Regions from separate parts of the Sus scrofa genome. Here all the other regions are linked to region 2. Evidence: chromatin contacts called from public HiChIP or PLAC-seq and promoter capture Hi-C data. All regions are on one chromosome and are shown on one strand. The core of a region is the stretch at or near the end of the contact, and the rest is flanking DNA. Distances in the headings are between cores, read along the strand shown. Region 1 holds the start of PIGO (GPI ethanolamine phosphate transferase 3). Region 2 holds the start of RUSC2 (iporin). Region 3 holds the start of SPAG8 (sperm-associated antigen 8). Region 4 holds the start of UNC13B (protein unc-13 homolog B). Region 5 holds the start of FAM221B (protein FAM221B).

What was found. Promoter capture Hi-C pulls out the DNA fragments that hold promoters and counts their contacts. HiChIP or PLAC-seq counts read pairs in DNA pulled down with a chosen protein or histone mark.
Region 1: a contact with region 2 is called in an H3K27ac HiChIP or PLAC-seq map of alveolar macrophages. The contact joins the promoter of PIGO here to the promoter of RUSC2 in region 2. A contact is called at or near these places in 1 of 5 promoter capture datasets (liver), 1 of 47 Hi-C or Micro-C datasets (embryonic fibroblasts) and 1 of 2 datasets of contacts at active chromatin or transcription factors (alveolar macrophages).
Region 3: an H3K27ac HiChIP or PLAC-seq map of alveolar macrophages shows a contact between it and region 2. The contact joins the promoter of SPAG8 here to the promoter of RUSC2 in region 2. A contact is called at or near these places in 1 of 5 promoter capture datasets (liver), 3 of 47 Hi-C or Micro-C datasets (embryonic fibroblasts, heart right ventricle and liver) and 1 of 2 datasets of contacts at active chromatin or transcription factors (alveolar macrophages).
Region 4: a contact with region 2 is called in a promoter capture Hi-C map of fetal liver, with 2.7 times the contacts expected there. The contact joins the promoter of UNC13B here to the promoter of RUSC2 in region 2. A contact is called at or near these places in 2 of 5 promoter capture datasets (fetal liver and liver), 22 of 47 Hi-C or Micro-C datasets (alveolar macrophages, brain, embryonic fibroblasts and 13 more) and 2 of 2 datasets of contacts at active chromatin or transcription factors (alveolar macrophages and skeletal muscle).
Region 5: a contact with region 2 is called in an H3K27ac HiChIP or PLAC-seq map of alveolar macrophages. The contact joins the promoter of FAM221B here to the promoter of RUSC2 in region 2. A contact is called at or near these places in 1 of 47 Hi-C or Micro-C datasets (embryonic fibroblasts) and 1 of 2 datasets of contacts at active chromatin or transcription factors (alveolar macrophages).

What each region holds. Positions count from the first base shown.
Region 1 is chr1:235,886,967-235,889,666 of Sscrofa11.1, reverse strand. It overlaps PIGO (GPI ethanolamine phosphate transferase 3), which reads left to right and starts at 1,329. Exons shown (of 10, transcript XM_021065447.1): 1 at 1,329-1,694; 2 at 2,452-2,700. The coding sequence starts at 2,482.
Region 2 is chr1:236,264,663-236,267,362 of Sscrofa11.1, reverse strand. It overlaps RUSC2 (iporin), which reads right to left and starts at 1,448. Exons shown (of 12, transcript XM_001927812.5): 1 at 1,136-1,448.
Region 3 is chr1:236,530,792-236,533,491 of Sscrofa11.1, reverse strand. It overlaps SPAG8 (sperm-associated antigen 8), which reads left to right and starts at 1,311. Exons shown (of 7, transcript XM_005660229.3): 1 at 1,311-2,016; 2 at 2,119-2,700. The coding sequence starts at 1,928. It overlaps HINT2 (histidine triad nucleotide binding protein 2), which reads left to right. Exons shown (of 5, transcript NM_001244328.1): 2 at 377-517; 3 at 646-720; 4 at 809-881; 5 at 990-1,176. The coding sequence ends at 1,081.
Region 4 is chr1:235,917,352-235,920,051 of Sscrofa11.1, reverse strand. It overlaps UNC13B (protein unc-13 homolog B), which reads right to left and starts at 1,301. Exons shown (of 39, transcript XM_021065583.1): 1 at 935-1,301. The coding sequence starts at 956.
Region 5 is chr1:236,549,665-236,552,364 of Sscrofa11.1, reverse strand. FAM221B (protein FAM221B) reads left to right here and starts at 1,365. Exons shown (of 7, transcript XM_021065906.1): 1 at 1,365-1,941. TMEM8B (transmembrane protein 8B) reads right to left here and starts at 1,606. Exons shown (of 13, transcript XM_021065841.1): 1 at 1,477-1,606.

The DNA of each region.
Region 1 (2,700 bases), core at 80-2,579, 380 kb after region 2:
CCCACCCTACCACAAAAACCCTGCACCCATTAGTAGTCAGTCCTCTCCCCCCAGCCTTAGACAACCACTACTTTACTTTGTAGATTTACTGTAAATGGAATAATATGTGCTATTTTGTTATTTATTGCCTTTTTTACTTAGCGTGTTTTTTTGTTTTTGTTTTTTTTTTCTATTTCTTTGGGCCGCTCCCGCGGCATATGGAGGTTCCCAGGCTAGAGGTCGAATCGGAGCTGTAGCCACTGGCCTATGCCAGAGCCACAGCGACGCGGGATCCGAGCTGTGTCTGCAACCTACACCATGGCTCACAGCAACGCCGGATCCTCAACCCACTGAGCAAGGGCAGGGACCGAACCCGCAACCTCATGGTTCCCAGTCGGATTCATTAACCACTGCGCCACGATGGGAACTCCCTTAGCGTGTTTTTTAAGTTTTATTCATGTAGTAGCATGTAGCAATACTCATCTTTTTTTTTTTTTTTGCCAAACACTATTCTATTGTATAGATATAGCATATTTTGTTCATCCATTCATCAATGAAGGGCATTTGTGTTGTTTCTACCTTTTGGCTATTATGATAATGCTACCATGAACCCTCGAGTGTGCAATTTTTTGTGTGAACACATGTTTTTCATTTCTCTTGGGTATAATACCTATGAGTGGAATTGCTGGGTCATATGGTAACTCTATGATTAACCTTCTGAAGAACTTGCTGGACTGTTTTCCAAAGTTGCATTTTACAATTCTAACAGCAGTGTATGAGGGTTCACATTTCTTCACACCTACGCCAATACTTGTTATTCACCTTTTTTATTACAGCCATCCTCGTGGGTCTGAGGTGGTATCTCCAGCATTCCCCTGATGGCTGATGATGTTGAGCATCTTCTTATGTGTTTATTGGTCATGCATCTATCTTTTGTGGAGAAATGTCCTTCATATCTTTGCTGATTTTAAAATTGGACTGTCTTTTTATTATTGCGTTGTAAGAATTAGTGAAAGACTTGGAGTTCCCGTAGTGGTGCAGTGGTTAAGGAATCCAACTTGGAACCATGAGGTTGCGGGTCCGAGCCCTGGCCTTGTTCAGTGGGTTAAGGATCTGGCGTTGCCGTGAGCTGTGGTGTAGGTTGCAGACGCGGCTCGGATCCCGCGTTGTTGTGGCTCTGGTGTAGGCCAGCAGCTACAGCTCCAATTAGACCCCTAGCCTGGGAACCTCCATATGCCTCGGGAGCGGCACTAGAAAAGGCAAAAAAAAAAAAAAAAAAAAAAAAAAAAGGCAAAAAAAAATTAGTGAAAGACTAGCAGAGAATGAATAAAAACGCATCAGTTGGAGTCAGCTTGGCAAAAAGGGGGTAATAAATACTGTCCTTATTTTATAGATGAGGTAATGCCCAGTAATGACAATGAGTGGCAGAGCTAGGACTTAAGCTAAGTTTGGTTCCAGAAGCACAGATCTTAGTCTTAACCAAGAATGGACAGTGGTTCCCAGAACTTTTTAGCTTAGTGCCTTGCCCCCAATGCTAAATTACCATAATCTCCCACCGATTCCTTCTCTGGCCAGCCCTGCGTTCCTTGCCGAACTTCCTCGGAGGCGCCAGCAGGTGGCGATGGGCATCCCTCGCGGGCTGCTCTATCCAGCGCACGCACCTCTGTGGTGCCAGGCCGCCGGCGCCGCCGCTGCACTTCCGGGCGCCGTTTAAGGTGAGCCAGGGTCTCCCCAAACCCCCTTAAGCTGCCTTTTCCCCTTAGTAAAGAACCCTCCCACCCCGCTCACAGAGGTCGCAGTCTGGCAGGTCTAGTACCCGGGTCTGGGTGCCTAGGCGGAGGCCGGGTGGCCATCGGAGGAGGTAGAGCCATCTGGACGATTGGTCCCGGCGAGGCCCAAACGCCTCAGAACCTCGCGCCTCTGCTCTGCTGCGCCGGAGAGCTCGCGCTTCTGGTCTCTTGGCGATCCTGGCAGTCCGGAAGCGGAGTAGGACTCCTTCCTTTCGTTCCCTCGAGCCCCGCCAGGCGGCGCCGTGAGCCTGGCCGGGATTCCCCCTGCGACTGCGAGCTTTGACCACCCCAGGGGTGTTGAAATTGGCGAGGAGAGAGGCGGAGAAACGGGCTGTCAGAAAGCAGTCTACCACTTGGAATAAGTTTCTCTCGTGGACTGTGTTTTCCATCATTAGGATCTCCTGGAGCACATGTGCAAATGCCTGTGCTGCATTGCCGAAGATCCTGATTCAGGGGATCTGGGGTGGCGCCTGGAAATCAGCATTTTAAAACAGCCGCTCCAGGTCGATGCCCATAGTCTGCGCACCTCACCTTCAGAAACTCTGGTATAACTGGTGGAGAGGAACATTGCACTGGGTTGGCTATGGGAGTGTTTATCTTGAGGAAGACTTCCAAGAGGAAGTGATCCTAGCTGGGCTTTGTATTGAGAGACTAGAAAATCCACTGGTTCTTTGCTTTACAGTTATGAATTCCCTCCCCCGCCACCACCAGGATGCAGAAGATCTCAGTACTGCTCTTCCTGGCCTGGGTCAGCTTCCTCTTCTATGCCGGCATTGCTCTCTTCACCAGTGGCTTCCTGCTCACCCGATTGGAACTCAACAACCACAGCAGCTGCCAAGAGCCCCCAGGCCCCGTGTTCCTACCATGGGGGAGCCAAGGGGAGCCTGGGGCCTGCTGGATGGCTTCCCGATTCCCCCGGCTTGTGTTGGTG
Region 2 (2,700 bases), core at 199-2,698:
CTCCAACCTGTCCCGAAGCACCAGCAGACCAGTTACACCAAGTCGGATTTAAAGGCTGTAGTTAGCCTCCACAATTCTTCCCTAAAGGGAGCAGCCAGTCTCTGGAGCAGAGGATCGGGTAGGGATCATCCCGGCAAAGCTCTCTCAAGATTATCTGGGCAGCCTCTAAAGGCACTGACCAGTAAAAATTCCCGGGTCATGACTTTGGTAAACAGAACATAAAGGGAAAACCGCTGATATGTAGAGGCTCCTATATAAAAGAAATCAGACGCATGAATTGAAAACTGCATATATTCAGTTCTATGCTCCCAATGAGTGCAAGTAGCCCTCCAGATTGCCCCCCCCCCGCCCCCCGTCAAGTAGGTAGTGATATTTTCCCCTCTAAAGCACTCTGCCTCACAGTCTCTGCATTGGGCTCATTCACCCACCCATCATACATTTACTGAATGCTACCATGTGCCAGGCACTGTGCTGGGCGTTGTAGATAAAAATGAACAGTGAATGGTTCTTGCCTTCAGAGCTGTCCCCTGATGTCCTCAGGGCCAGCTTGGCAAGCCCAAGCCAGCCCTGGGCAACGGGATGACAGCGCCCTTTGCAGCAGGTTAAGAGTGGTGGCAGGGGGCTGGCAAAACTGCCAGGCCAAAGGTTTTCTCAAGGTAAAACTGGATGCAGATACCAGCTTGGCAACCAGGGGCCAAAAGGGCGGAGGGTGCAAAGGACCCGGGCTGGGTGCTGGGCTACCGCGCTACCGCAGGGCGGTCACAGGAGATGCAGTACAACGATGACTACTGGGCACGAGTCAACTGAGGGGGTGTCTCCGAAGGGCAGTTTGAGAGACGGTTGGCTTGGAGCTGGGGAGACGCCTGAAAGGATGGTTGGTCCTGGGTGTCTGAGGGTTCAGTGTACGGCGGAGCTGAAGTGTCAGGGCAGGCTGAAGATGGAGCTTGCTCGAGGGGGTCGGAGAAGATGCGAGGGAGGGTGGGCCTGAGGGAACCAGGGGGAAAGGCTGAGCGTCCGGGCGGGGGCGCTAAGGGCTGGATAGGTGGGCCTTTCTCCTAAAGGATCGTTTGCAACGGGAAGGCAGTGGGTCTCCGGGACTCCGCCCGCCCCCAGGTTTCTCGCCTCAGCGTCCTACCTGATTTCTCGCCTCACTGTGCTCCCACGGCGAAGGCGGCGACGTAGTCTCGAGCACTCCAGGGGTCGCGTTGCAGCCGGGACAAGCAGACGTCCCCCGCCTCTCTAGACAGCTTGGTAACGCCCGCTACCCCCTGCAGCTGTGGCGCTGATGGTCCAACCCGAGTCTCCCTCATGCCGCCCCTCCGGACGACCCGTGGTTCGGTCCGCTGGGCCCGCGAGGGCTCACCCACCGCCCCTGCTCCCGCTGCAATAGGCGCAACGAGTCACGCGCAGTGCTTTCCCGCGAGGGAAGCGGCGAGGCTTTGGCTGTGGACCCGCCCTCTGCGGCTGGCGCCCCGCCCCTTCGGGTGGTGCCGGGTTAAGAGCACTGCCTTGTGCTGGAACCCAGAGAACCTTCGCGCAGCTTTAACACCCTGTGGAAGGGAGGTGCATTTGTGCCCCCACCTTTGGCTAAGGCCTCGATTCTCTGCCTGACACCCGGGTGGAACCTCTTGGGAAAACCAGAAAAAGAAAACTAAAGCCTGATCTCAGCCGGGACCGAGTGAACTAGAATCACCTGTGGGGTGGAGTAGGGGTTGGGTGGTGCGGCAGGCTTTGGTTTATTTGTTTGTTTATTTATTTATTTATTTCTGTGATTGGGGCTTATGGAAGTTCTTGGGCCAGGGAATGAATCTAAGCTACAGCAGTGACCGGAACTGCTGCTGTGACAATACTGGATCCTTAACCCTCTCTGTTGCAGGAGAACTCCCAGGCTTTGATATTTTTTCAAGTATCCCATTGTATAGCCAGGGTAAAGAAAAACCTGGTAAAATCTAGAATGGACAAAGACTCCTTCAGCCAAAAATTTAGTCAGGCTAAGTCTGCCCCCGGGGGTTAGGCTCATCTTTGGGCTTCTCTCTGTGTCCCTGTACAATTCAGTTTTGAGCAAGGATCCCTGTAAATCAGTTTGTTGAAAAATCGAACACCCTTGGTATCTGACCACCTTTGATATTTTAGCACCTTGGTCTGCCTCCAGCAAAAATTCTTTTGAGTTGGTCTACTAAGAATCCCCCTTATTCCTGATGTTTCTTATTGGTAACTGCTATGATCATATCCCTCCAAAATTTATATGTTAAAATCCTAACCTGCAAAGATTAAGTGGGGCCTTCGGTAAGTGATTAGGTCATGAGGAGCACACGGGATTAGGATTAGTGGTTTTATAGATCTCATAGAGCTCCCTAGCCCAATCCTCCAGGTGAGAAGTCTGTGACAAGAGGGCACTTAGCAACCCAGTCTCCAGAACTGTGAGAAATTTGTCTATAAACTACTCAGTTTGAAGTGTTTTATTATAGCAGCCCAAATTGACGAAGGCTGTACTTTTCCACCCACTGACCTCTACCACTACTCTGTTTCTGGGCTGATAAATTACCATTGTCTTTGTTGGGGTCGGAGTTGAGCTCAATCTGTCCACCACTGCAACACTCTGCTGCAGTGGTCTCTACCTACTCCATGGTTCCACCCCGCTACTTAAAGTATGCCTTACTACTCTTTAACAAGTGTCATGAATAATTTTTTTGGGGGGGA
Region 3 (2,700 bases), core at 62-2,561, 270 kb before region 2:
AGAAGGGGTTTATCTAAGGTGATTAAATAGTAAAATAGGAACTGGGACCTAAACCTCCAGGTTTTCATTCTGGATCCTTTCCCTTGAAACAGCGCTAGATTTCCTCAACACTTTAGGAGCAGTAGTCGACTGCACTGCTGAATCCTGCATTGTAATACGGCCTGTTACCTAACTAGGCCCAGCAGTATCTGGCCTTGCTCTCTGCTGTTGATGCTCTGAAATCGAGGAGCTTTTCCCCTGGTTGGGAACCACTAATAGGTTCTTGGAAGGGTGAAATTAATGCCTTTCAAAGCCCAGCCTCTGTCAGCCCCAACTGATTACATGGGAGAGTGGTATTGCCAACTCCCTCCCGTGGGTGTGTCTGACCCACCTGCAGGTCCGAGGAGCTGCAGGTGTGACTGATGGGAATGAAGTGGCCAAGGCCCAGCGGGCAGCTCCTGGGGGAGCAGCCCCAACCATCTTCTCCCGGATCCTGGATCGAAGCCTCCCAGCTGACATTCTATATGAGGACCAGCAGGTGGGGTACCCTTAGGACCCATCCCCTTAAGAATTTCATAAATACCATCCAGTTTGTTGAACTAACATGGTGGCCTCTGGCATGTTCACTGCTCCCAGTGTCTTGTATTCCGTGATGTGGCCCCTCAGGCTCCTGTGCACTTCCTGGTCATTCCTAAGAAGCCCATTCCCCGGATTAGCCAGGCTGAAGAAGAAGACCAGCAGGTGGGAAGAACAGGGCCAGGGTTTGGCTGAGGGAAAGGTTTTGTTCCCTGTAAATGAAGCCACCTGTCTCCCTCCCCTTTCCCTGTAGCTTTTAGGACACCTTCTCCTTGTGGCAAAGAAGACAGCAAAGGCTGAAGGACTGGGAGATGGATACCGACTTGGTGAGTGACATTTGGCCCTTGAGCCCCTCACCATCAATTGATCTAACCTCTCAATATGATCTTCATTCTTTGACCATCTTAACCCCCTAACCCGACGCACCATTTCAGTGATCAACGATGGGAAGCTGGGTGCACAGTCTGTGTATCACCTGCACATTCATGTACTTGGGGGCAGACAGCTCCAGTGGCCTCCAGGTTGAACCTACCAAAGGACCAAGGACCCCAGACTTGGATGCTTGGACGGGGTAGGGAAATAACAGGACCCAATGATGCCAATAAACTTGTTCTCCCTCAATTCTGGATCCCTGTCTTAAATATATAAAGATTTATACCTCAAATAGAAAAGAAAACTGATTCAAGACTTTGATCCCCCTTGACTATGGTCTGAAACACTAAGGAAGCCCATGATGCAGTCAAAGGAGCACTTGCCTGTGTATCTATGAGTTCATGACTCATGGTCCACCTGGGTTAAACTTCTAGAAAAGCAGCAGTTCTAAGAATGTGCCTGAATAAGTAAAGCCAGTATCCCAAGACTTGCTCAATTCAGATACCAAGCCAAGTTATAAGGGGGTCTGGAAGGAGGAGGGTCAAGGTGAGGGCCTTTCATTGGAGAAGTTATCACACTCAAAACATCTGCTGCCCCATGTCTCACCATTCTGTTTAAGCTGTTGTCTGATGTATTTTCCACCTTAAAAATTTTAAAAAGATGCCCCACTTTTGAGAATGAAATTAGGGGAAGCTACCATTGTCCCTTGTAGAAACACATCAAGTAGGCTTTTGTCTGATTCCACAGCACTGTGCCTGTATTCAACACAAAGAACCACTTTAGAAAGCCTCCAAAAGTCCTGCGCGGGTATGAAGGGCGAGACCTTAGGCCGGCGAATCTTAGCAGCCAGGCCGGATGGAAAGCGCACTTCCCAGAGTGCACCAGATTCAAGACTTCCGCCCCGCAGAGAACTTGCCTCCACCCCCACCCCCACCCCCACCCCCACCCCCACCCCCGCCCTCCACGTCCGCCCAGCTCTAGTTCTGCGCAGTCTCCTGGAATGGTTTGCCGTCTCTATAGCAACGCAGTACCCAGTAGCGAGTGTCGCAAGATGGAAACCACTGACTCCACAGAGCTATCGCCATCGCGGTGAGATCTGCAGCTCTGGCTGCAGGCATAAGGGGACAAGGAAGGTCAGTGGACTTCCCCCGCTGCCCTTTTGACGACTTTGCCTTTTTCACTTTTTTTCAGCTCTTTAGACGAACAGCCTAGCTCCGAAGAACTAGGGACCACTTCAGATCCCTTGCCTTCTTTGGATGGCCGTCATAGGTCGGCTCTGGCAGCTGCAACTGCAGCAGCCTCAGCAGCTGCTGCAGCCACTGCAGCTGCCTCCACTGCCAAGGCAGCTGCATTATCTACACAGACCCCAGCGCCCTACTCAGAACGGAGCCTTCTCCTGGAGCCCTTCTCTGACAATCTTACTGCGGCGCACCACACCACCCCCAGATTTACCCACAAGATAGGCCATGGGAGACTTGGCTTTGAGCCTGTCCAGGTCTCCCATATTGCTCGAAATTCCTACACTGCAAATGATCCTATCTCTAGCCAAGGCCCTGTTCCTGGCTCCAGCTCTGACCCTGTTCCTGGCTCCAGCTCTGGCCCTGTTCCTGGCTCCAGCTCTAGTCCTGGTCCTGGCACCAGTTCTGGTCCTGGTGGTGGCTCTGGTCCAGGCCCTGGTGGTAGATCTGGTGAAGGCACTGGTCCCGGTCCTGCCTCTGATTCTAGGCATAGTCCAGGCTGTGGCCATGACCCTGGGTTCAGCTCCTCTGCTCC
Region 4 (2,700 bases), core at 52-2,551, 350 kb after region 2:
TCCCATCTTGTTCAACACAGATATGATAGGCTTTGAATTCCCCAAGATCAAATGCAATGGGTAAGCCAAACCCTGCTTTTTCTGATCAGATAATCTCTAAAATCACAGTCTCTGCACTCATTCAGAACTAGCATTGAGCTCCTACTATATTAGGTGCCAGAAATACAAAAACCATTAAGAAGCAGTATCTATCCTCATGGAACTTAGTCCATGCACCTTGCCTCACCTTAAACCCCAAAGCTCTTGCCTTAAATTATCTTCTTAGGTGGGTCAAGCGTCCTCAGTGAAAAACCAGTAAAGGCCTTCACCTTAGTTACTCTGATAGAAGTAAATAATTAAATCATACTTCTTATGCTCTGCTCGGAAAGGAGAGAAGCTGACACACCTTTCCAAATCGAATATGAGAATAGTCTTAGCCGAGACTACAGGGAAGGAGCAGGGGACAAAGAGAAGCAATAGAGGGGTGCAAGCCAAGAAACAGACTGGAAGGAGGGATGTGACAGCTGTACCACTGGGCGTTCAAAGCCTAATAAAAAGAACCTGCTACTAAGCCGACTGTGATTTTACGGAGCAGGGGGAAGAAAGAAAGTAAAACACGGTTGCCCGCTAAGAATAGACACCGACTATCCGCGGTCCTTAGCTCGACCACTCTCGCCAAAGGAGAGAACTAAACACCATTTAATAAGATCTGGGCCTGCCAGCCAACAACCCTGTCACCTGGCCACCGGAATGGAGAGGTAACAGTCTCAGCGCGTGAGGAAAACAAGAGAGAGTAGAAAGTATTCTCCAGGTGTTCACAAATGAGTTAACACAATGCTTCCCTGAGGCACCGACGCGAAGTGAAGTTTAGAAAAGGCAGTAACCCGACGCCCACTGGAAGCTCGTGGAGACTCCTCAGCGCCCTCCGCCCCCTCCCCTCAGTCCGCGCACTCACCGCGCACGCAGAGCAGCGACATGGCCGAGGCGCCGGCGAGCCTCCACCGCGCCCCAGCCGCGCCGCCGCACCCGGCCGTTCCCTCTTTCCTCTCAGCAGGTGCCGCAGCTGTTCCCGCTCTTGGCCCCACAGGTCTCGCCGCTCCTCATGGTCCCGTCGCAGGCAGCTTCCCACCACTCCTTTGGACCCGCTCCAATTTTCACCATCGGAGCTGGCTCCTGATAGCAGTGAATACCAACAACCAAGCCGGGTACTGGGCGCGGCAACGCGGCGCCATCGCTAGGAAGCAAGACTGACCCGGACTCCCTCCCCTCACTCCACCCGGCATCCAAGCAAGCGCCTGGACAGAGCCAACCTGTGGCGCCCCGCCTCCCAGCCAATCAACTCACGCCCAGTCCGCCGACCCCGCCCCCCCACACTGGCACGTAGGAGGCGGAGTCCTCTTCCGCTTTCCTTAGTGAAAGAATGAAAACACCTCCTCCCACTAATGAGACTTGAAGACAGAGAGGGGAGGGCTTCCTCCTCACCTGTGTGAGGTGGGAATTGAAGCCTTCTGCTCCTCCCACGTGGGCGGGGCTTCCACCCACCCAAGGACAGATTGATTTCATTGAAGAATTTCTGTCAGACTTCATTAAGGGAGCTGACGGAATTCTTACCGTAATAATTTAACAAGGTAGTGACGCACTTTGCAGTACACCTGACACTAATAGCATTGTAAATCAACTATACATCAATTAAAAAGTGGACTTTAGGAGTTCCCTTACAGCTCAGCAGGTTAAGGATCCAGCGGTGCCACTGCTGTGGCTGGGGTGGCTGCTCTGGCACAAGTTCTATCCCTGGCCCGGGAACTTCCACATGCCACTGGCAGAGCCAAAATAAATAAATTTTAAATAAATAAATTTTTAAAATGGACTTTAACAAGGAAAAAAAACTTTTGTAAATTAGTATGGTGATGGATGTTAACTAGACTTACTGGAGTGATCATTTTGCTGTGTATACAAATATCAAATCACCTGAAACTAATATAATGTTATATGTCAATTATATTTCAATAAAGAATAGGCTATGGGAAGTTTCCTTGTGGTGCAGGGGATCAAGGATCTGGTTGGGCAGCTGTGACGCAGGCTGCAACTGCAGCGTGGATTCAATCCCTGGCCCGGGAACTTCTACATGCCTCAAGTGCGGCCAAAAAAAAAAAGGGCATTAATTAATTTTTTAAATAACAGTAATAAATTTTAAACAAATATCTCATCCTCCTTTAAAAAACAAAACAAAAAAGGCATACCAAAATTTTAATTAGTGACTACAGCATAAAGAAAAAAAAAAAAGAAAGACAGCATAAAGTAAAATAGCTGGAGACCTCGGTTCTTATCTAGGCCTTTTTTCATGCTCTCCACTGTCTATAATAGCGCCTAATACTTAGTAATCAGTCTGTAAATATTTACTGAATGAAGGATGGAAAAAAGGTAATCATTTTAAACTGAACACTTCTGGCAAAATGAGGTACATACAGGCAAGGAAGAGAAAAAGACCAGAGCAGAAAACAGGAATTCACATAGCATGATGTATAGATCCAACACCTCCTCCACCCCAAAATTTGGATTTAATTGGTTTGGGGTAGAGCTCAGGTGTACCTACCTTTTAAAATCTCCCCAGATGATTCTAATGTGATGCCAGGGTTGATCACCATTAGACAGGTGCGTTCTAAGTCCTCATTAGCCCAGCTCAGGTTTCCATGTTTGCGAGCTCTTGGCCTAGTTGGATAT
Region 5 (2,700 bases), core at 116-2,615, 290 kb before region 2:
CTGAACTAGAGGCTCTCTGCTGAGGGACTGTGTCTCCCCCATCTAACTTCATAAGCAGGAGCAAAGCCCTCAAGACTTTTTTGGAAAAACAAGAGTCGAAGTAGAGTCAGGATGGACCCCAAGAAGGAAAACCTTGGAATCTCTGGCCTCAGGACTCTAAGCCACCTGCTGAGCCTCGAGCCCACAGTTACCACTCTTTCGACCCTCACCATTCCTCTCAGTTACATAAGACTTCTCTCCTTCCTATTTCTCTCTGCTTCTTCCCCAATGATCTAGGTGCCCAGGACCCACCTCTCCTGAATCCCTCTAGTCAGCCCCTCCCTGCCAAAACCCCATCCCTGCTTCAGTCTTTCCTGCTTCTGCACTCACCAGCCCCTGGGCCAAGGACAGACAACAGCAACAGCAGCAGTAAGGCTGATGGCAGCTGGAGCCCAGACCTGAGTCGAGGCTGGGAGAAGGGTAGGGTATGAGAGAGAGTGGTAGGTAGTGGGAGAGACTTTGGTAAACACAGAGATGAGGACAAAGACTGGGGTAAAGAGTTGGGCTGGGCTGGGCACTGGAGCTTGTATAAGGGTAAGCGATGTGGTGGAAGGAGGGGCTGTGATGGGGACTGGACCAAGGGCAGGGATTGGGCCCCCGCCTTCAGTAAATACTGAGAATGGGGTTGGGACAGGGGCTGGGCTGGGATTTGGGAAAGGAGGTGAAACAGGTGCAGGGGCTGGGACGGGAGCCAGGCCAGGGACTGGGATTGGGATTGGGACTGGGACTGGGACTGGGACTGGAGTGGGGGCCTGAGCTGGGACCCGGATCTGGGCATTCGCTGGGACCCAGGCCGGAGCTGGAACCGATTTGGGAAGTGGGGAGAGGGCGGGGTCGGGGGCCAAGGACCGGACCGGGATGGGACCAGGGGCCGGGACAAGGGCTGGGCCATGGCCCGGGGCGGGGGCGGGGCCGGACAGGCCAGCGCGGGCGCTCGCAGAGCTGACCCGCGGCTCCGCTCCCACCCCCGGAGGGATGGCCTGCGGCGTCCTCGCGGGCCCGGGGCCGGGGTCGGGCCGGCTGGGGCCGGGCCGGGGACCTGGGTAGGAGTTCAGGCCTGGGCGACTCCGGGCTGCGCTGGACCGGCGAAAACCAGGCCCCGCGGCGGCGGCCTCTGCCTGACGTCATATGACGCTCCGCCCCCCGGTTAGTTCTATTGGTCCTTCTTACTAAAGCCCGCCCCTGGCTCTACTCCATTGGTCTCTAACTTGTCCCTGCTGGGTTCGAACACAGACTCCGCCCCAGCCCCAGCTACCGGAGTCTCTTTCTCACCCCAACCGAAGAACCCAGAAGCCCCCATCGGATCTTCATAACCTCCACTGACCATCCTACAGACATCTCTAGGAACCCTCACAAACCCAGACACCCACGGACCTCCCCAGAGATATCTGCAGGCCCTCCCCAGAGACTCTCAAAAGATCCCGAAAAAACACTCACAGAGATCCCTCGAATCCCTCTTAAAAGAAGTGATCCCTCTAGGTTTCTCTCCTCTGGATCCAATGCAGTCCCCTCAGGAGACCTCGCCCACCCGTGAGGTGGCCAGACTGCTGTTGCCACGGAGACTACTGGGCGTTCCGGTTGCCACGGTGACGGATGCACTACTCCCCAGCCTGGGTTCCACAGGCTTCAGTCAAGACCCTCCCTCCTCTGGCCTGGACCCACCTCGACCCACCTCCTCCCACCCTTCAGAACTGGCCACAGCTCCTTTGCGAATTTCCGCAGGTGTCCAAGTTCCCTCCCAAAGTCGTAACTTGCAGGCAAGGCCTCTCACCACACAGCACCCGCAGCCAGGGCTCATCTACAATCAAGTGCCTCCTCTCCCTTGGGGCCAACATTTTCTTTTCCCAGCTTCAGACAAGATCCTGATCTAAGGATTTGTAACAGCTGAAACAAAGCCCAGAGGTATGTAGTCTCTCAAACGGCCCCTCCTCCAAACTCTCATTCCCTTCTAATACTGTCTGTCTCTTCCCACCTCAGTCCAACCCCCTCCCATTTCCTGTGTTTCATCCTTATCCCCCCCCCGCCCCCACGTTTCTCCACTCAGTTCCTTCCTCCCCTTCTTTTTCCTTCCCTCTCCTCCCATCCTTTGGTTCTTCACCCTCTGGCCCATTTTTCTCTTGCTAAATATCTGGCCATCTTCCTCCCCATCATCCTACCTCCTGACCCAAACTTCCCCTTTGGAAAGGCCTTGATGAGTTTAAGAAATAATAAATGTGGAGTTCCGTTGTAGCACAGCAGCAACATATCCAACTAGTATCCATGAGGATGCAGCTTCTGTAGCACAGCAGCAACAAATCCAACTAGTATCCATGGTGATGCGGCTTCGATCCCTGCCCTTGCTCAGTGGATCCGGGATCTGGCCTTGCAGTGAGCTGTGATGTAGGCCATAGACGAGTTTCGGATCTGGCATTGCTATGGCTGTAGCTCCTATTTGACCCCTAGGCTGGGAGCCTCCATATGCCACAGGTGCAGCCCTAAAATGCAAAAAGGAAAAGAAGGAAGGAAGGAAGGAGAAAGAAAGAAAGAAAAGAAAGAAAGAAAGGAAGGAAGGAAGGAAGAAAGAAAGAGAGAAAGAAAAAAATGTACTATTTCTGGAGCATGGGACAAAGTAGAGAGCAAGGGAAGTTAAGGCTAGAATCCTTGGGCAGTGTGGCAAATGAT